4 separate regions of the Mus musculus genome follow, and regions 2, 3 and 4 are each linked to region 1. Evidence: chromatin contacts called from public Hi-C, HiChIP or PLAC-seq and promoter capture Hi-C data. All regions are on one chromosome and are shown on one strand. The core of a region is the stretch at or near the end of the contact, and the rest is flanking DNA. Distances in the headings are between cores, read along the strand shown. Region 1 holds the start of Thrb (thyroid hormone receptor beta). Region 2 has its middle 26 kb from the start of Gm32121. Region 3 overlaps Thrb (thyroid hormone receptor beta). Region 4 overlaps Thrb (thyroid hormone receptor beta).

What was found. Promoter capture Hi-C pulls out the DNA fragments that hold promoters and counts their contacts. A called contact is a pair of places that touch in the nucleus more often than the background predicts. HiChIP or PLAC-seq counts read pairs in DNA pulled down with a chosen protein or histone mark.
Region 2: an H3K4me3 HiChIP or PLAC-seq map of the 230-238 cell line shows a contact between it and region 1, with 22 read pairs. The contact joins the enhancer-like site here to the promoter of Thrb in region 1. A contact is called at or near these places in 1 of 39 promoter capture datasets (stem cell-derived epiblast-like cells), 1 of 15 datasets of contacts at CTCF or cohesin (pro-B cells), 2 of 484 Hi-C or Micro-C datasets (cortical neurons and rod photoreceptor), 3 of 115 datasets of contacts at active chromatin or transcription factors (the 230-238 cell line and large pre-B cells) and 2 of 9 other capture datasets (embryonic stem cells and liver).
Region 3: a Hi-C map of cerebral cortex shows a contact between it and region 1, with 4 times the contacts expected there. The contact joins the enhancer-like site here to the promoter of Thrb in region 1. A contact is called at or near these places in 7 of 39 promoter capture datasets (3T3-L1-derived adipocytes, cranial neural crest, embryonic stem cells and 3 more), 9 of 484 Hi-C or Micro-C datasets (astrocytes, cerebellum, cerebral cortex and 5 more), 8 of 115 datasets of contacts at active chromatin or transcription factors (astrocytes, cardiomyocytes, hepatocytes and 4 more) and 3 of 9 other capture datasets (adipose tissue, liver and pancreatic islet).
Region 4: a contact with region 1 is called in a promoter capture Hi-C map of liver, with 7 times the contacts expected there. The contact joins the enhancer-like site here to the promoter of Thrb in region 1. A contact is called at or near these places in 11 of 39 promoter capture datasets (the 3T3-L1 cell line, cranial neural crest, embryonic stem cells and 3 more), 5 of 484 Hi-C or Micro-C datasets (liver and nephron progenitors), 9 of 115 datasets of contacts at active chromatin or transcription factors (bone marrow-derived dendritic cells, bone marrow-derived macrophages, embryonic forebrain and 6 more) and 3 of 9 other capture datasets (adipose tissue, embryonic stem cells and pancreatic islet).

What each region holds. Positions count from the first base shown.
Region 1 is chr14:17,657,766-17,662,548 of GRCm38.p6, reverse strand. Thrb (thyroid hormone receptor beta) reads right to left here and starts at 1,589. Exons shown (of 10, transcript NM_001113417.1): 1 at 1,525-1,589. LOC115488350 (serine/arginine repetitive matrix protein 1-like) reads left to right here and starts at 971. Exons shown (of 3, transcript XM_030248233.1): 1 at 971-1,317; 2 at 1,385-2,285; 3 at 2,618-2,633. The coding sequence starts at 971. The coding sequence ends at 2,261.
Region 2 is chr14:17,431,745-17,436,341 of GRCm38.p6, reverse strand. No RefSeq gene overlaps it. Among named protein-coding and RNA genes, the nearest start is that of Gm32121, 26 kb to the right of the region's middle. Within about 2 kb of position 3,206, at least 16 of the 459 cell types and tissues checked have an H3K27ac peak or open chromatin away from gene starts, as enhancers often do. A contact at or near this core is called in the 230-238 cell line, cortical neurons and pro-B cells, where this site is marked.
Region 3 is chr14:17,815,157-17,819,962 of GRCm38.p6, reverse strand. All of the region lies in intron 1 of Thrb (thyroid hormone receptor beta), which reads right to left. Among named protein-coding and RNA genes, the nearest start is that of Thrb, 160 kb to the right of the region's middle. Within about 2 kb of position 1,627, at least 20 of the 459 cell types and tissues checked have an H3K27ac peak or open chromatin away from gene starts, as enhancers often do. A contact at or near this core is called in cerebral cortex and cortical glia, where this site is marked.
Region 4 is chr14:17,844,155-17,849,034 of GRCm38.p6, reverse strand. All of the region lies in intron 2 of Thrb (thyroid hormone receptor beta), which reads right to left. Among named protein-coding and RNA genes, the nearest start is that of Thrb, 190 kb to the right of the region's middle. Within about 2 kb of position 3,009, at least 23 of the 459 cell types and tissues checked have an H3K27ac peak or open chromatin away from gene starts, as enhancers often do. A contact at or near this core is called in hepatocytes, intestinal villus epithelium and liver, where this site is marked.

The sequences.
Region 1 (4,783 bases), core at 340-2,839:
CAGTACCATTTACCTTTACTCACAAAGTGAAGCAGATTTTTCTTTTCCAGTATATAATAAACAATTGGAATTTATTTAAAATATAGGATCCTAATAGTATCTATTTAACATGGGAAAGCAATAAGTTATTCTTCACTAATTTCTTCACATAAAATGGCTCAAGCAAATGCACTTTTTACTTAATATCTCTCCGGGTCAATTGAAGCACGGCCAATCAGCATGAAAACACTCTAAAATCTGCCCCTGTCCAAAATACTTCCCACGAAACACCTTTTCATTAATGGTACCAAGTTCATGACTTCTTTCAGAACGGGAAATAACAAGCTGAAGTGAATTAGGGAGATCAGTCATCCAGAATATTCAGAATGAATCACAGAACGTTTCTTTACCAAAAAGAAAATTTTATTCCTTTGCAACACAGTGAGGATATTTCATTACAGTATCATCAAACATGCTAAACCAGAGATAAATCATATAAAGAAACTCCCCAACGGGTCTACACTACTTAATACGGTCATCGTTAACTAAATTGCTTGCTGTGTTCTCCTTTTCATGCATTGAACAAAGAATGTTCAGTTTTAAACAGGTCTTTAAAAACTGATCACTAGTATCTAGGATCAACCACACTTGAAGAGGAGGAATTTATGCAATGTTATTTTCTGATTCGACAGTCTTTGAGTTCTTCATGTGTGTGCAAAGGGCAGAATGGGATAGCGAACCTGCCTGCCCAGGTATTCTTTTCTTTATTTGACTCACTATAGAAATGCTTAATAGACCCTTTAAAAACTTCCCATTTGGGGCAAATTATACAGTTAGCCTTTAATTAAAAACAAACAAACAAACAAACAAAAAACCAAAAACAACCCACGTATGCACACTCCGCCCCCTCCCTCTTAAAAACAAACCAGAAGGCTTTAAGAATTAGCTCCAATAATAATCCCACTGCAGTCACGGGAAATCTTCCTCCAAAATGACAACTAACCCTAACAATAGAAACCCTCCAAAGACGTCTTTCCCGGTCTTAGGGAGCACAGCTGACACCACCCGGATCGTCACAAACATGCAGAACCCAAAAGAAGCAAAGGAAAAGAGCGATTCTGGAGGGAGGGAGCCTGCGGAGCGGATGAGAGGCAGACTGGCACTGAGCAGCAGCTTATTCAGGACCTTTCTCCTTTCCAAAGCCTGGAGTTCCTGTGCAGGAGCCAAAAAGATGGGACACGAGACCCACAGTCCCTTTAAATCGCCCACCCCCGCGCCTGTCAGCCTCTTCCGAACCCCCATGCCCTACAACTTCCTCCTCATGGAAACTTCCACTGGGTTCGGAGCCCAGGACGTCAAACTCCATTTCACAAGGAGCTTGTCCCTAGTTGGGTTCTGGCTTCAGGTCCCTGCACCGGGTGCCCGAGCCCGAGAGGAGCCGGTCTCAGAGGCCAGCTTCAAGGACAGAGCGCGTCGCTGGCCACCCGCGCCCGGCCCGCAAGACCTGTAGACCTCCCCCCACGCCCGCCCACCCTGCCAAGTTACCAGAGCGCTGGAGCCTGGAGGTGGCGCCCCAAGGCGGCGTGCTGGCGAGCTGCGGCCGAGCAGCCGGTGGCCTCAGCTCTGGTGCTCGTATTAGCCATGCAAAGTTAATCCCGCCGCGTCACGCCGGCCGGCCGCCCGCCCAAGGCTGCGCCGTGCTCGGCCGAGCCGCAGTCTCCTCCCCGCTCCGCCCCCTCCGCCACGGGGTCCAGTACTGCGCGGGCTCCCGAGCGAGCCCTATTCCCTTGACCTGTCAACTCTCCTCCGGCGCCGACGCTGAGGGGCGCAGCGTGGGTCCCAGGACACCGGCGACCTCTCTGCCGCGACCTGCGCGGGCGGCGAGGTGCAGGGCCGGAGTCTCCGACTCCGGAGGACCCAGCGCGGTAGCCTTACTAGGGACTAGGGTGTCAGCTCCTCCGCCGCTGGCGAACCGCCGACCGTTCTTCCCCTCTGGTCCTCTAGCCTGTTCGATTCTCCCAGCAGCTGCGGCAGGCTCAGGCCACCCTGGCTCCGCCAGAGTATCAGAGACGAAATGGCTTCCGGGCTGTGCTCCCTGCCACTGCCCGAGCAACCCTCCACTCGAGTGCCCTGCGCACCTGCCGCTTATGTGCAAATGTCCCCCGCTACGACTCTGCGGTAACGGCGCCTTGTGCGCCACCCTCCCCCGGGGTCACGTAGCTGCGGGTCTGGTGGACACGCGTCCACCCACCCAACTGCAGGAGCGTGGAGGATCCATTTGAGCCATCATTCTTTTAGTTGAAGAGGTAGGAGTGTGACAGGGGGTGGGGTAGGGTATGAATGACAGGAGATAGAGGGGATCTCCAGGGGCACAACCCTCCTGAGTCGCCCGACAGGCGCGGCAGGTGTCACCGCGCTCCTCCTTCCGCCCCCAAACCACTTGTGGTGCGCTTGGAAACACGGGGCGCTCAGATCCTCCTGTGGCTCTGGACGCTCTGCTCCCCCACACCAATGGGCAATGCCTTGCTTGCCCTAAATGAGAAGTGCCCCCCCCCCCCAACACCTCACTGAGTGTGTTCCGGGTTGGTTCTACAAGTAGGGTTTAAAGGGACACCTCGTTATTTCGCCTCTGTCCTAGAAATATAAGTACAAAACCAGAAGACAAAAATAATCTCCACCCTGGAAGGGTTCTGCACTTGCAAGCATAGCGCTGAAATGTCCATACCTCAAGTTCCGAAGGTCAGGTTGGGAGAAAACAGCGGGCGACAGTGTGCTGTTCCAGATGACCCAGGCAGTCTTCCAGCTACGCCTTGGAGGTAGGTTTTATTGGAAAAACGCAGAGTGCTCAGAGAACTCGCAGCCAATGGGAAGTTAACAATTGCGACAAAACTACTTTGATTAAGGACCGAATACAATTATGTTCTTATGAACACTGTTAAAAAAAAATACCTTGAAAAATCTTTCTTCAACATACTCTTGTAACACGGTATAAAAGGGAATGATGTCTAGATCATTTTAAAGAGTTGTCTAGATTTCCCCACGGGTGATAAGGCCCCCCCGGGGGTGTTATTTGGGCAGTCCACAGGAAAGGAAAAAGAAGAAAGGCCAACACACCTCCTGTCACAGCATTAACAACTGTGGCGAGTCAGAAGCAGGACTCAGGAGAGAAAGCAGCTGCTAGAACGTTGCCTTTCCCCGCGGCCAGCACAGACTCGGCTGCCCTTTGAATTCTTTGTAAGAAATCCGTGTTTTATTCCTCACCCGGAATGAAGCTTCACTAAGAACTTGCCGGCTCTAGAGTGAAGGTTGTTTTGCAGGCGAGTTCCTGGGCTTTGCTCCAAAGCTGCCTTGGGAGGTTTTGGTTGGTTTGGAGGAAAGCTGCAGCTTCTCCTACCCAGTTCCTAACCAGACAGCCCCCTGGTGGCTGCAAGGAAAAGCCTGGCTTGGCCCAGGTCGGGGGGGGGGGGGGGGGGGGGGGAGACTTGTGAACAGCTCTGTAATAAGTTAGAAAGGGGAATTCAAGAGGCCCCTGGGAAACCCGGAATCCCTGGACGTTATACTTCTAGTATAATTCTGAGCTATGTTTTTTCTTAAATTCTTTCTGAAGAAAACCACATACTAAAAATGAACTATAACAACAACATCAAAAGATTACTTTTCTTTGTTCAGATGGTTTTGTCTGATTTCATTTTGCTTGGAAAGTTATGAAATGAGAATCAGTGAAAGTATTAAACGGCTTACAAGACTGGTTGTAACAGTGTTATATAATCGCAACGCTCCAACAGGAAATTTGGTAGGATTCTATTTGAATGGGTATTGAGAGAGCAGAGCTGGTGGGGTGGTGGTAAGGGGTTACCATAAGAATCTGTTACACAACACAGTGTCATGGGAATTCTCAGAGTCATGAGAACTCCTGGGAAAGCAAAAGATATCCTAACCTGGGAGCACAGGGTCTCAGGTGCCATCTTTGCTGGCTTGTGATGCACAGTTGCTTATTTTCAGAACCTAGGATCACAGTTCACCTACACCATCCTCCTGACCAGTCTATGAATTTCAAACTGATGATTCCAGTCAAGGAAGAAAGCCATCTGTTTGTTTCCTAAAGAACTATTAGGCAAGAAAGAGTATGAAACATGAAGCCCAACAAGAGCATGCATGGGTCACAGTGCAACTGGCCATAGATCTTTATTGAACATGGTAAAATGTGTTTTTAAAAATATTCTCTCTTAATTCCTGCATTTGTGAGCACTGCTTATCTTTTTAGCTTTCTTATATGACTACACTTTGTCCCTACCTACTGCGCCTGTGAATCAGAATCCAGTGGGAGAAATAAAGCACAAATTAGAATTGACCAGTTATCAAAGATGGTAGTTATGACAAGGAATGCCATGTGGGATTGGGTGTGGAGTGGGGCCATCCTCTAAGAACTCAGACACAGGAAGTTCTTGAAGGTTTGTGGAGTTGTGGACAGATTTCCTGAGGGGGGTGGAACATTAAATCATTTCATTAACCAAACAGCTTTCTCTGGAGCCTGCTGCTCTGCCCTGAGACCTAGCCCTGGAGAATCTAAATCGTTACGTTCATTATATGAAAGTCCCAGGCATTCTGGCCTAAAATTGTAAACTCCCCCCACCCCCCACAGCCTTTGACAGACCACTTAGGGAAGATGACAGTTTCAAAACCAATGGGTGGCAGTGAGAAAGACACAAAGTCATCTTTTAGTGTCTCTGGGGTACCATTCCAGTGTCCCTCCATAGCTATTGGGATCTGCAGGTGACTTAACTCCATATGTAAAATGGCATAG
Region 2 (4,597 bases), core at 1,957-4,456, 230 kb after region 1:
TTTGTGTGTCAGATAAAATTCGATATAGTCTATTTATAGTTTGTACACTTATAACAGTGGCTCCTTCCTCCAGAGAACTTGAAATCTCTTCACACAGGAAAAGACTAGTTCATTTTTATAGACTCATACGAATGGATGAGTCAGGTGAGGAGGAAATGTTTATAAGATTTGTTGCTGGGAGTAATTTGAACTGTGTTGACCTGGCCCAAGAGATTTCAAAGGAGAAAAATTTCAGAATGTGGCATAAAGACTGTTTTGGTGGTATTTTGGTGAAGAATGTGGCTACTTTTTGAAAGCATGAATAACTACTATCTTCTCAAATGAATATATCTTCTCAAATGAATCTTTAGCTTTATTAATTTTTAATTATTAAGAAATTCACAAGTACATTCTTCCTCTATCGGCAAAAATCCTAGATCACTGTCACAACCAAATCTTATAAACATTTCCTCCTCACCTGACTCATCCATCTTATGAGTCTATAAAAATGGACTAGTCTTTTCCTGTGTGAAGAGATTTCAAGTTCTCTGGAGGAAGGAGCCACTGTTATAAGTGTACAGACTATAAATAGACTCTATCGAATTTTATCTGACACACAAATAGGTGCTCAAGTGGTGTATTTGAAATGAATATAAGCCTGAAAAACAGAATAATTAAATATTGCATATATCGCAACAAATAGAGCTGTACCAAGTAGCAGAAGCTAGTAATACCAATGACTCAGGAGGCTCGTCAGGGAAATAGGAAGTTCAAGACCAGTTGGGGATGCAGTCAGCCTGAAAAGTTATTGCACACAGGGACAGGGTAGAATATTTACATGCTTAGAGGTAGAATATTTACATGTTGGAACTCACTTTCTCTGACCACCATATATCTATTTACACCTTGTCTTTCCAATTCAACTCACAAACAGTTATGGATCACAAGTATCTCTTTCCAAAACTGTATCTCAGTGGGTTCCTCACAAATGCCTTGATGTAGGCAGCTGGCAAGCTTTCTCGGTAACCTAGTTGTAAAGCATTTGGGGTTGCAACATGGCTTTTCAAATTAAGCACTGAAGACCATTCTTTGTCCTATTTATAGTAGGGCTTATCCAATATCCCTGACTTTCACCCACTACATGCTAATGGCTCTCATGTTGCAATAGTTGAACAAGGTCCCATACATTGGCTAGGGCTCTTATGAGAGAACACAAAACAAAACAAAATAAAACAAAACAACAATAAAAACCACTCTTCCATGAAAAGTGTTGGTCACAGTGATGCTATAGTCTCTGCCCTGGCTGCTACTATATACTAGGTCCCCCCTTTTTTTTTTTTTTTTTTTGAGGCAGAACTTCATGTACATTTGGCTGGCCTGGAACCTGAATTTTGACTTGGTTGTCTTTAAACTCAAGGAGATCTGTCAGGCTCTGCCTCCTGAATGCTGGGACTAAAGGCCTTGTCTCCACATTCAGCTCCAAGATCCCTGATGAACACAGTTGTTCTATCAAGTGAGACTTGAAGACTCTCTACTTTCCTCTTTGGTGTCTAGAAATGTCTTGTTCTGGCATTGTAAAGAGAAAGTGTCCCACTGCTATCCATTGACAGTGAGTCTGCAATACTTTCTCTTTGAGAAGATGGCACGTGTATGCTTGGGAAGGAAGGGAGAACAGGTCAGAAGTCGCCTTCAAAGTTTTCAAAGATAACCTGTAATCTACTCCTTCGGGGAAAACTTCCCATCCCATTCTAGTAGGCCTGAATGGAAGTAGCACCCCTCCAAGCTTCCACATCATGAGAAGACCCCCACTAATCCCCAGGACATCTATCAAGCTGGAGCTAGACCCTCAGGTAAAATTCTCTGAGCTTAGCATAGAAAATAAGAGTTACCAAATCAAAGACCTTAGTAAACAATGAGTGGCCAGATGGATGAGTCATGTTTTCAATGGTGAGCTTGATCTGGTACCAAGCTATTTCTATTTGAAGAACAACTGTTGACCCTGCTCAGCAGGTACTGGCTTTTGATCTTTTTACTTGCAATACTACCAAATGCATTTTCTTTTCCCAGTGAACATCTGCTAACCATTAAGTATTTTCAAAAGTCACACCAATTTGAGCTGGAGAGTAACTACTGAAAGTGCTCTCTGTGTTAGCATAAAGACTGAGTATGGAGCCCCAACATCCTATTTGAGAACTAGGTATGGGACATGGAATGCCTTTGTGACCCCAGGGCTTTCTGGGTTAGGGGGACAGCAGAGGGAATAAGGGAGATTCTGGGGTTTGATGGCAAGGCAGTCTAAGCAACCGGTATGTTTCAGAATTAGTGAGAGACTATCTGGAAAGCTAAGTTGGGAAATCAGTTCAGGAACACACACACACACACACACACACACACGATACCAATTTAACAAAGGATATAGTTTAAGGATACTTTAAAGGTTTTTCTGAAACGCTTTCTGTCTCCCTCTGACTGATCTGGCATTGGTCTGTAGGCTGACATCAGGCTCGCAGCAATCCTCCTGCCTCATCTCCACACATTCTGTGATTAAAGTTATGTAGTAATCTGCTCAGTTGTTAATATTTTCTAAAAATTACTGTTTAATTTATATGGCAAACAAACATTTTCCATCAAGATTTCAGTTGAATTCTATCATAAATAGTGTTTCAGTTCTAGTCTGCTCTGTTCTATATCTCTCCTAGACTTTGAAGTAAAGATGGATCTTTAAAACCATATCCATTTACTTTGAAAATAGAACAGCAGCTTCCATTCATTCTAAACAGATGTACTGTGGGTGTAATGTGCAAAAGGTATCAGTCCTTACTCTAAAGAAAGACATTTCATTCACATCCGAGCTGAATACATAAGGCCCAAACCATTCTCTTCTCTGTGACTGTTTCACACAAATCATTTATTAGTCACATCTTTTACATAACAAATTACATCATGTATGTCTGTTAAGAAGAATTATAATTTAATTACATAAATTTGAAATGAAGGCAAAAAATTTCCCTGGTGTGTTCTATATTTATACTTGAACTTCTTTCCTCTCTGGAGTATACAGTCCTGCCTTGACCCTGGGGAACTGTGGCTTCATCTTCTGAAAACACTTCTCTATTTTTATACCCTCATTAAAAAAAAAAAAAGACAAAAAATAAACCCTCCAACCTACAACAGAATTCCAGATACATAGCAGTCTGAAATACATAGGCAGGCCTACTCTCTTAGAAGCAGAAAAATCATCATGCAACCTGGGTTCCACATTCTTGATTCTTGACTGATAATAACCTAGTTCCGTTTCCTGAAGGAAAAAAGGAAGCCCATTTATTATCGACAGAGGCACCCTACACAATCAATCCTTCTTTAATGTCTCTGAGAAACCAGAAAATGTTATTTATGGCAGTTAATTTATCAGCTAAAGCAATAATAACAGATTGCTTATAAATGGTGTCACCATGGGCTGATGTGGGAGTCAGGCAGAACCAAGGGACAAGTCCCCTCCGTGGCTTTATGTATACTATTGGACATAGGACCCGAAGATCAGCTACAAAGCTTTAGCTTCTTAATTTTTCTTAGGACAATAATCGTTTCACAAAGCAAATGAGCTTAGACAAACATGGCTATTGAAATCTAATTTGAAAATGCAAGAAATGCTTAAGAGGGCTAAATTTTTGGATGGTAATGTAGCATCCTAAATACTAAATTTAAAAAAGTGGTACAACTGGGAATTGTTTATAAAGATGCGTGAACCTTAGCATTTGATTGGTGATGTTTCACTGTATGAATGAATGACTAGTGATGAAGGATAATTGGCAGCTGGCATAAGTGCACCCTGCATGCTTACTTGGTTATATCCTGCTACATCTATTATGTCCAGAAATGCCCCGCATTTCTAGAGCAGCAACAATGTTATTTACTTGGTTTGCATGAGTAAATTATTAACAAACCACTCAAATGACATTTTGTTTTTGCTTTTCCTCACAGGTTCCTTCACCATCGTTTACTGGGCAAGAGAAGGGCGTTTAAACCTGGCAGCAAAACTTGCCAGATATGGAAGGTCACACTTCTCTAGGGAATCTAGAACGCTTGTTTCTCTCTTTAGATAAACCAAGAAAACTTGAAGCTATCTAGTCTCAAGAGCCAAAGCCAAGTCCACAAGAAGACACCTTAATGTTATTTTTTTTTAATCCATACTGAATTTTAATCCATACTGAATGCTCAGCCTTGTCTTTCCCAGCTATCCTCACTAAATTAACTTGCATAAATTTTCTCTCAGACCCAAACTTCCCTAAGTCATTGTTCCCCTTTTATGGCAGTGGTCTTAGAAACACACTTAGTGTACAGAAGACACCTGGAAGATAATAGGATTAGTATCTGTGGAAGATAATAGGATTAGTATCTGAGCATTGTCTGACTATGCACTAGAGAAGCAACGGCTGACAACAGTCTCTCACATTTATTCCTATGGTTGCTACCCCTAGGTAGAAACATTATCAATAACCTCTTAACAACATAGTAATTAGTCTAAAATGAAAGGCTTCCATTATGAGCCACATCTTCTGGGGTTCTGATCTTTGAATCCTCACTCTCTGCATTAAATACAGCTCACCCTGTAAGCTGA
Region 3 (4,806 bases), core at 378-2,877, 160 kb before region 1:
AAACTTAGGTGGCACAGATTGTTTTTCTAATTTTTCTTTTTAAAGATAACTTTCACTCATATTCACTAACAAGAGACTTACTTTTGAAATGTTTCAAATACTTAAGACTGTAATAACAAATGCCACCCCTACTCACCCCTGCAGCTAACCTCCCACCACCCCTCACCCCTACACTAACCTTCCACTCTCCCTCACTCCTACACTAACCTTCCATCAACCCCTTACCCCTGCATTAACCTTCTACTCACCCCTACACTAATCTTCCACTCTCCCTCTCCCCTGTACTAACCTTCCATCCTCCCTCACCCCTGTACTAACCTCCCACCACCCCTTACCCCTGCATTAACCTTCCACTCACCCCTCACCCCTGCACTAACCTTCCATCCTCCCTCACACCTGTACTAACTTTCTATCCACTCCTCACCCTCACTAACCGTCCACCACCACCCCTGTTCAGTGAAGAATTGAGTTCTTTCTCCCTGAACCCCTCAATCCTATTTCCAACCACGTGACTTTTTGCTCCATGGAATTTCATCAGACATGATCATGCACAAGTTTGAGAAAGTTCTTGCTCTATTTAAGTGTCTCTCTGCTGTCCCATGATTATGTTGGGGGCATATCTGATTTGGCCTCTTCTAGAATAGCACAGTGAGAATGGCTCCATCAACTGTCTCCATAAAGCCACAATGGCAGAGTCACGCAGCTGCTGTTGTCCACAGCACCTCAAGAGCCCTGGATGGACTAAAAGACCTAGCCTGCTAATCTTTGAACCCAGGCACTCATAAATGCTAATTGTTTCAAGCTTCTGGATTTGGGGATAATTTGTTACTGACCAAGGAAGCCCACATGATATCACTGAGCACTGTTAATTAACAGGCTGATCTGTTGTACTAAGGAATGACCACCCAGAAGACAGTTTAAAACCTGATGATTAATTGAACAAATATTTGCCAAATGTCAGCTGGACCAGGAAAGATTTACCTGGGAATATAGAGATCGGCCAAGTTAATAGAAATATCATGCAGACACATGAAAATACAGGTGAAGGAAAACGCTTAAATCAAAAGATAGGAATTGCAGTATCTAGGAACTTAGCAATGGGAGCAAGCTTTTTAACTATTCAGGCAAGAATAAAGGAACGGAGGGCTGGCTATAGAACTTGGCAGATACAGGTACTTGTTGCCAAATCTGATAACCTAGGTTTTATCCCTGAAACCAACATGGTGAGAAAAAGAAATAACTATGAAATTATCCTCAGAGCAGTATACTGTGGCATGAATGCATACACAAACAAGTAAAGTAATGATGAGGGTGATGATTATGGTGGTGATGATGATGATGACTCTGATTGTAGGGTAGATACTGGGGTCAGGTTTGTGGTCCAGGCTTACTCAGTGGAAATAGAAGCTCTATGGGTCTGCCCCATTGTATCTGGAGCACAGAGGAGATGAAATTGTAATCACTGGAGGTAAAATCACTGGAAGACAGAGTGATGGAATCATCTTTGTTTCCTCTTCCTTCTGTTTCTTTCTCCTCCTCCCTGCAATGGTTGAGTCTAGAAGCTACACAAGCTCAGAAGGCTGCCTGTTGGAAAGAAGGGGAGGGCAAGGAAACAAGCTGGGGGTGGATAAGTGTGCAACTGTTGAGGATCTGCCAGGCTCACACAACGCCTCTTCAGTGCTGACTGTTGAAGCTATGAATACGGTGAAAAACCAGCTCAGGCTCAGCTAGAAAGTAGGGCAGGGCCCAGTCCAGGAGACCAGGGAGAGGACTGTGGACAGTGGCCCTTGTAGGGCAGAACACTGAGAATTCTTGAGGGACTGTTAGTGAGGCACTCTGATTTGGTAGGGCAAAGCTTAGAGGTACAGTAGGTAATGCTACAAAGGCAGAATAGGTGTCACTAGTTTGGGATTCTATCAGGAAGACTGGGTCTGTGTTCTGAGGTTAGAAGACACATAATGGCTTGGAGCAGGGAGTTCAGTTATCCAAAGTATGCATTTGGATTATTGCCCCCATCCAACATGAGGAAGACATGGATGTTAGATAAACTAACAAGTAGTAAGCATGGACTCAGGGGAGTTTCCAGTGCTCCTTAAATAATTTGTAGCGTCTTGTGCAGGCCTTCACTTTTCAGAGAGATGGTGCATGGATCTCACATAGATCATATGGACCTAATAACTCCTGACCCCATTAAAAAGTTTAAGCATAAGAATCAAGAGACGAATGGAGAAAACTTCCATTTTAATTCTTATAATAAGGATTGAAACCATGGGAGTAGTCATGGGAATGGATAGAAAAAAAATACAATGTTACAACACTTATAAGGAACGATCTAAACAAATGATTTAGAAAAACTCAACAGAAATCAAACAATCTCAAGAGAGGCTAGAAGCCTCAGCTCTGGGCTATAGCTATGTGCTGTCCTCTTTCCTCCCTCCACATGTTGAGGAGAGCAATCCATCTTTCTAAAGCATATTCATTATGCCTCCAAACGATGACACCATGGCATACACTAGCAAGCCTTTGTTGCAAGGACGGTGATATAGCTGTCCCTTGTGAGACTAGGCCGGGGCCTAGCAAACACAGAAGTGGATGCTCACAGTCAACTATTGGATGGATCACAGGGCCCCCAACGGAGGAGCTAGAGAAAGTATCCAAGGAGCTAAAGAGATCTGCAACCCTATCGGTGGAACAACATTGTGAACTAACCAGTACCCCAGAGCTCTTGACTCTAGCTGCATATGTATCAAAAGATGGCCTAGTCGGCCATCACTGGAAAGAGAGGCCCATTGGTCAGGCAAACTTTATATGCCCCAGTACAGGGGAACGCCAGGGCCAAAAAATGGGAATGGGTGGGTAGTGGGGGGGGGGGGGACTTTTGGGATAGCATTGGAAATGTAATTGAGGAAAATACGTAATAAAAAAAAGTTTCTAGGTGAACATGAGGTAAAAATGTGTTCCTCCTATGTTCAACACAGACATCACTAATCCAACAGGAGCTCTTCTTGCCCCTCCCATGTCTGACAGAGACATCAGTAATACAACACAAGCTCTTTTTCTGCTGCTAAGTTCAAACACAGACTGCACATTCTCCTGTTAGAACCTCGAGTAGCCAAGCTCAAGATGCGATTTATACCTCTGTGCTATGACTTTTCTGGGGGCACTTTGTATTTGCTTTGCTAGCTACCCTCTTATTTCAGAAGAATGAAGCATTGGTGACTGTTTATCCTTGACTGTATTACATACTCCAGTCTGCTGTGCAGATATGCGCTTATATCCATGTTATTGTACATGGGAGAACTAATTACATACAGTTTGGTCACTAGCTACCTTTTTACTCATGTTCATGATTCCTTACCTTAAGGATGTTTTTCTGAAAGTTGGAAAGACTAGAATCACCTTCAGTATAGAGACATAATAAACACAGTCAGGTCCACTTTTTTGTTTGTTTGTTTTAAAAAATGATTTTTCAGTTGATGAATGAGGTGACTGTTATTGTATACATCAATGTGAAGACTTTCACTGCTCCCCTCAACATCAAACTGAGAAGAATGGACTGTTCAATTCAGACAGAGGGCGCCAAGGTTTGTCAAGCCAGCCTTTGTACAACAGCTGACCGTGGCTGAAAACTGAAAGAAAGAAAGCAAACCCCCAGTCTCCACTCTCAAGACATCATCTCTCCTGCCAAGTAATTTACACCGTGTGGGGGCAAGCCCTTTGTTTTATCATCATTTATTGTTCCTTTTCCAGTAGCAATGGAATTATAGCCTTGGTTTACTGGCCTTTCTCTCAGGTAGAATTATACTATTCTCCCTCCTACCCTTTGTAACAAAGATGGCATTCAGCACTCAAGGGCCACCCTGGAGGATCTGTGATCAGAGTGTGGCAGGAAACCATTGCCTGATGAGCAGCAGGAGCAGAAGCCTGACCCTGGCTTGTCAGATTAGACACAAGAGAACGCTTTGTCAGGATTGTTCTTGCCCAGCAAATGCCATCTTAGCCAGAGCAACATCGAGCAAAGCAAGGCCATAGGACAGATAGACAGAAGCTGAGTTGGGAAGACAGACTCATGAACATCCCACAGGACTGCTCTCTTTACTCTATGTGCAAATATGGAGCCTCTTATTTAAACAATTTTAAAGTTTCTTCTATTTTGAGGACAAAATAAATCCATACTATGGGACTGTCAAATTGGATGTCCCTTGACAACTCTGTGCAGATATAGAGCTCAGAATCTGGGGCATCCCTTCTGCCATTTCCCTCTTCAATCTACATCCACTTCCTTCCTGCGTGTCCTCCTCCTGACTCACTCTTCAACATGTAGACAGCTAGGAAGTACATCATAAGTCTGATGTGTCTATATGCTCATTTGTTTGGGATGTCTGCTTCTAAGAATTTATCTAAAAGGAATGTTTATGGGTGTTGTGACATAGATGTCCACATAGTATCATAAATACAGGAAAAGGCTAGAAAGAGAAACAAGTAATTGTAAAATTGGGTAGGTGGGTATCTGGTAGTTTTTCTTTTATTTTTGTATACTCAACTACATTTTCTAAATCATCCCAACTAAAAATGGGACAAATGTGTTGAAAACAACAGACCAGACTGGCACTTAATACAAGTCACTGGCGAGTTCCCAGCTGGCAGATCCTCACCTTCACATTTAGAGTGTTCAGTAACCACCTGGGCCACGTGTACTGTAGCCAAGGGCTCTGTACCTCAGGTTCCATCACTGTAATGGGGATAATAATGCTTCCAGGCTGAGTTGTGATGGGATTAAATGGAATAAATTAAGTACTGAGATGA
Region 4 (4,880 bases), core at 1,760-4,259, 190 kb before region 1:
TGTATTGCAAGTGCCCACATAAAGTCAGAACTCTGTCTACAGCGCTCCTACCAGAGAAAGGGACCAGAATCATGAAAAACATGCTGGAGCAAGAAGCAGGACTTTTCTTGTTCTTTGTTTTCTTTCACCTTTAAGAATAAGTTGATGTTTGATCATAGACTGCCCTAGCACTGAGCTGAGCATTACAGTCTGTTTGCTGCTAATTCTCCTACAGGTAGGTACTTCCTCCTCCCTTGTTGATGCATTGCTGAGGACAGGGAGATTTAGCAAGATGCAAGGTTATGTCTCAGAACCCTAAAAACAGCCCCAATGAAATCCAAAGCAGGCTTTGTTGACTGTGAAGCTCCAGGTATGTCCTTTACATGGCACTTCAATGTGCGATGGTCAAGCAGACTACTCTGGGAAAAACCCAGTTCCACAGAAACTCTAGGCAAACTCCTGGAGAATTCTGCCAAGCCCCTGAAGTTCCCACCACACCTGTTTGCCACATAGACTCCACAGGAGTCCACAAAATCCCTGTTCCTGCATGCCAAGTTTGCATCTATAAGAAATGCATTTTCCAGAAAGTAGGTTTCCATTTTATTTATTTATTTATTTTAAATCAGAAGGGTCTGCTCTGCTACCTTTTCCCCAAAGAAGAGCCAACCTTTTCCCTTGGTAATTCAAGTCAATGTGGCCCACACCTGAAAACAGGTGCACTCCCTCCCGAAGCCTCTGTGGCTCAGGTGAAACTCCTTCACTCCAGCAACCTTTCACTGAAACATGTATTACCACCAAACCCCCAGCCTCTATGGAATATTCCAGTCTTTCCCATAGATCTGGTAACTACTGAACACCTCTGAAAATACGTTACCAAGAATGATTATAGTTTTCCATCCTCAACCAAATTCAATATCTTATTTCAGAATAGGAAAATACCTTATTTTCCTTTTATGCTTCTCCAAAATTTTTTAAGTTTAGAAAATGCATCATTATACACTATATACATTTATTACAACTGATTCTTCTAGCTGCCAATAGAAAGGTTTGAAATTTGATATATATGTATATACATATGTGTGTGTATAAATACATACACACATACATACATACATACATACATGTATACTGTCTTTTTAAAGATTCAGATAGAGAATTGACAGTACATTTGTGGAACCATACCCTTATCAAGGGCATGCCAGAACTCCAAGCGGCTGGCCACTAATGTCCGTCCATGCCCTTCAGATGAACACACATTGCTTGACTCTCATTAACTGTAACAGCATTGAGAGCATTACAGGGCTAGATTGATGCTCACCTTGCTGTCCTCTGGGCTCAGATGACTTTGAGACATCTCTACATTCAGTCCAACCTCCAGGTTCCACAGGATAGAGGCTTTCCAGCCCAGTGAGCTTCTGGGAGGCCAGTTACGTCCTGTATTTGTGTAGCCGTGCTCTCCCAGTTACACTTTCTTGCAGTGAATTTCAGTTGTCCTGGCTTGCCAACACTGGACTGCTGTCATGACTGGTAGGACTGACCACAAGCTATTCCTCCCAGACAGCTAGCTCATAGCCCATGCTTCTCTCCAGGAGGGCCAGGGGCTCCCTCTCAGCGTTCTGGCCTGCTGCCGGAGGCCAGTATTGCAGCAAGCAGCCAGCAAAGCGTGTCGTAACCCAACCCCTTGTTGAAATGGGACTCCCAGCATCGGGAGGCTCCTGGGCAGCGAACACCTGACGTGCTACCTTATCCACAGCCATTAGAATGCTCACTATCCTCCTGGCCCAGCATGGCTATAATCATAATTGCTGAGTAAAATGGCTCTCTCCACTAATTATGCTACTTTTAGCCAGCCACGAGGGAAATAATAATTTGGCTTGAAACAAGTCTTCAGGTTCCTCATGGCTGGGAAGAGTCCTTGGGTTAAAGGTCATCAAGATAGAGGCTTGATAATTGTCAATGTAAATGTCAGGTGTTTGGCTTTTTAAATACTATTTTATTCTGGGAAAAAGCAGTGCTTTGGAAGTGGCCCCTGTTCCCTGTAAGCAAGCCTGGCAATGGCTTTAATTTGCTTTACTTCTGTCTTGAGCTAGTATGTTTCTGCTGTTGTGCCAGATCTGCGAGCTGCCTGCAGGCCAAGGCAGCGCCCCAAAAGGAACTCTCCCATCACCCTGATTTGTTTACTCCAGTGGAGATCTCTGCAGCTGTAGCAGAGTCATGACCATGGCTGCTAGTGAGTGATCCAAACTGGAGCTGACCAAGAGAGGCTGAGCAGAGGGTGCATAGAGCCAGGATGGCAAAGGCATCATTCCTATGACACAATGCCTTTGGATCTTCCAAAGGTGCTAGCATGCTTCACTCTCTCTCCTCTTTTCCATCTGTGACCTCTTCTCTCAGCCCCCTTTTTCCCTCCTTCTTCCCTTCCTCTTAATTCCTTCCTCCTCCATTTTTCTCTTTCAATCCCCACACCCCCCACTCACATGCTATACACAGTTCACTCTGTATTTTCCTCTCAAGCTTTCTGAAATGCTTGGTTTCCAGTCACCAAGCTTTGTTAATTTCCTCCCTCCTCCTTCTTTTTTTGGGGGAAGACTATGATGCTGATGTCCAGGCCAAATCTTTCTTGAAGGTGTTTCTTATATCTCTTATGTGTCTCTAGCCTCAGTTGCTTCCCACTAGGTCAAGGGAGTGTCCTACTTTTCAGCCTCCAAATGACTCTGTCCCAACCTGATCATGGCCCCTGCAGCCCTTCACAATGCAATTCTTCTGCCACCAGGCACACTGACAACTCTAAAACGTACTTTGCTTGAATACACATCCACACTCTTATTCCTGCTCACTCCTTTTATTTGGAAAGGCTGACCATGCTTCTCCTACCCTCATCCTACTGGCACAGGCAGAGCTGTTGCTTCCGAGCTCGTGTTAACGTTGTGTTATAACCACTACTCTCTCCGTCTCCTCAGATAGGCTCAGAGTTCCTAGGGCAAAGGTGTTGCTGATTTACCCACCTAGCAGTTGCACAACAGATAAGGTGCTGGGTAAACTTTGCTTCTTTGAATTTTACAAGTTGAAAGAGTCAGCATGGACAGAACCTCTCAAGAAGTGTAAACAACACATTGAGCCAAACCTGTGGCTGGAGCAATTGCTTAATCTCCTCGTCTTGGTTTCCCTACCCATAGAGCAGGAATCTATTGTCCATTTCTAGGAGCATCATGGGGCTTAATGAGTTGCTCTGTGACCATGCCACACACAACACAGCTGGAAATAGAGACTACTGCTACGTGAGTGTTGAATAAAACTGTAGCAATTCTGCTATCCCATGGCTGACTCTGTTGTGCTTGAGAGAAAAGGCTCTAGACACTATTTGGCCTGACTTGATTTAAATGAGTATATTCTTTACTAGATTGTATGTGTCTTAATCCTCCAGTTAGAAAGATGGATGCTAATGCCGTTCATGAAACTAAATTCCATAGGAGAGCTATGCATGGGCAGCCCTACTTGGGGCTGTTTGCACAGACTGGGTTGGTAGGTCTGGAAATCATATGGTTTAAAAAATAACCTAGATATGAAATAGCAATTATTGCATTACCACAGATAGGAAAGCACACACTGGTTACTGTTTAACAGAAAATGTGCTCAACTTCCAGAAAAGATGCTTGAAAGAAACTGAACACCATGCAAATTATCCTCAAAGAAGTTAAATTCTGTGGTTTACAGCAGTTAGGAGCATTCTAGATTCCTTCTGCCTGTAGATAAACAGAGATTCTTTGGGTTGAGCAGCCCACCGCCGTGACTAGCCCTGCACATGTGAATGGCCTCTCTGTATCATTTGCACATGCTCTCGACAGAGCCCCAGGCTCTAGCTGCCCTAGTCTACCTGGAAAAGCCCTGTGGAGACTCAGTTGGTAAGGCAGCTGACTCCTCTGATAGCCTTCCTCTCCCACTTGTAAAACCAAATCTAGAAAGATCTCTGGATCATACAGTAGATCTATTTCTAGTACGGAATCTGCATCCAGATTTCCCCCTGGCTGTATCAGTCTGTAACTCTCATCTGCAGCAAGTCAGTGTGGTCCCCTTTCCTACATGCACTGTAGTGGTTTTTGTTTGTTTTGTCATTTGATTTCTTGCTTTTATCTATTCTGACTGGGGTAAGATAAAATTGCAATGTGCATTTCATTGACAGCTAAGGATGTTCAGCATTTAAAAAAATATTTCTTAGCCATTTGTATTTCATCTATCAAGTCTCTATCTAGTTGCATATTCTATTTTTAAATTGGTTTGGGGTTTTTGTGTGTGTGTGTTTAGATTTTTGAGTTCTTTGTATATTCTAGACATTAACCCTCTGACAGATGTATAACTGGTAGAGGGTCCCCCTACAACCCCTATTTTGTAGGCTGCCTCTTCACTTGAATAGTGGTATCTTTTGCTGTAAAACCTCTTTTTTTTTAATTTCATCAAGTCTTGTTTATCAGCTGTTGATCTTAATAAAGTAATCAACAGTCTTAGTCAGCTGTGAACTCAAGCAAGCTACAGCAATGACCGACCTGGCGAGATATGGCCACTAGTGCAATAACTGCATACATGTTATTAGAATAACTAACCAAGTGTTTCTAATTATATTTAAAGTGTGATCTACAAGGCAGAAGAACTCTTGCATGCCTGGCACCATTAACTGGGCTAGCCCACCATGGCTGGCTAGAAAGAGAAACCTAATACTGTTATTTTGGTAAAGTGGCATACCAAATAAACTACCCCTTAAGTTTTAATCTTCATATGCATAGATCAGTGCATCTCTTAGTCCTCATCAGAAAAACTCCTTTTTGCAACTAGACCCATAACTGGTTAACGTGCAAAGAATAAGAGGCTGTGGAGTACTCTGCTCTAAGCAGGATATTTATTATCCT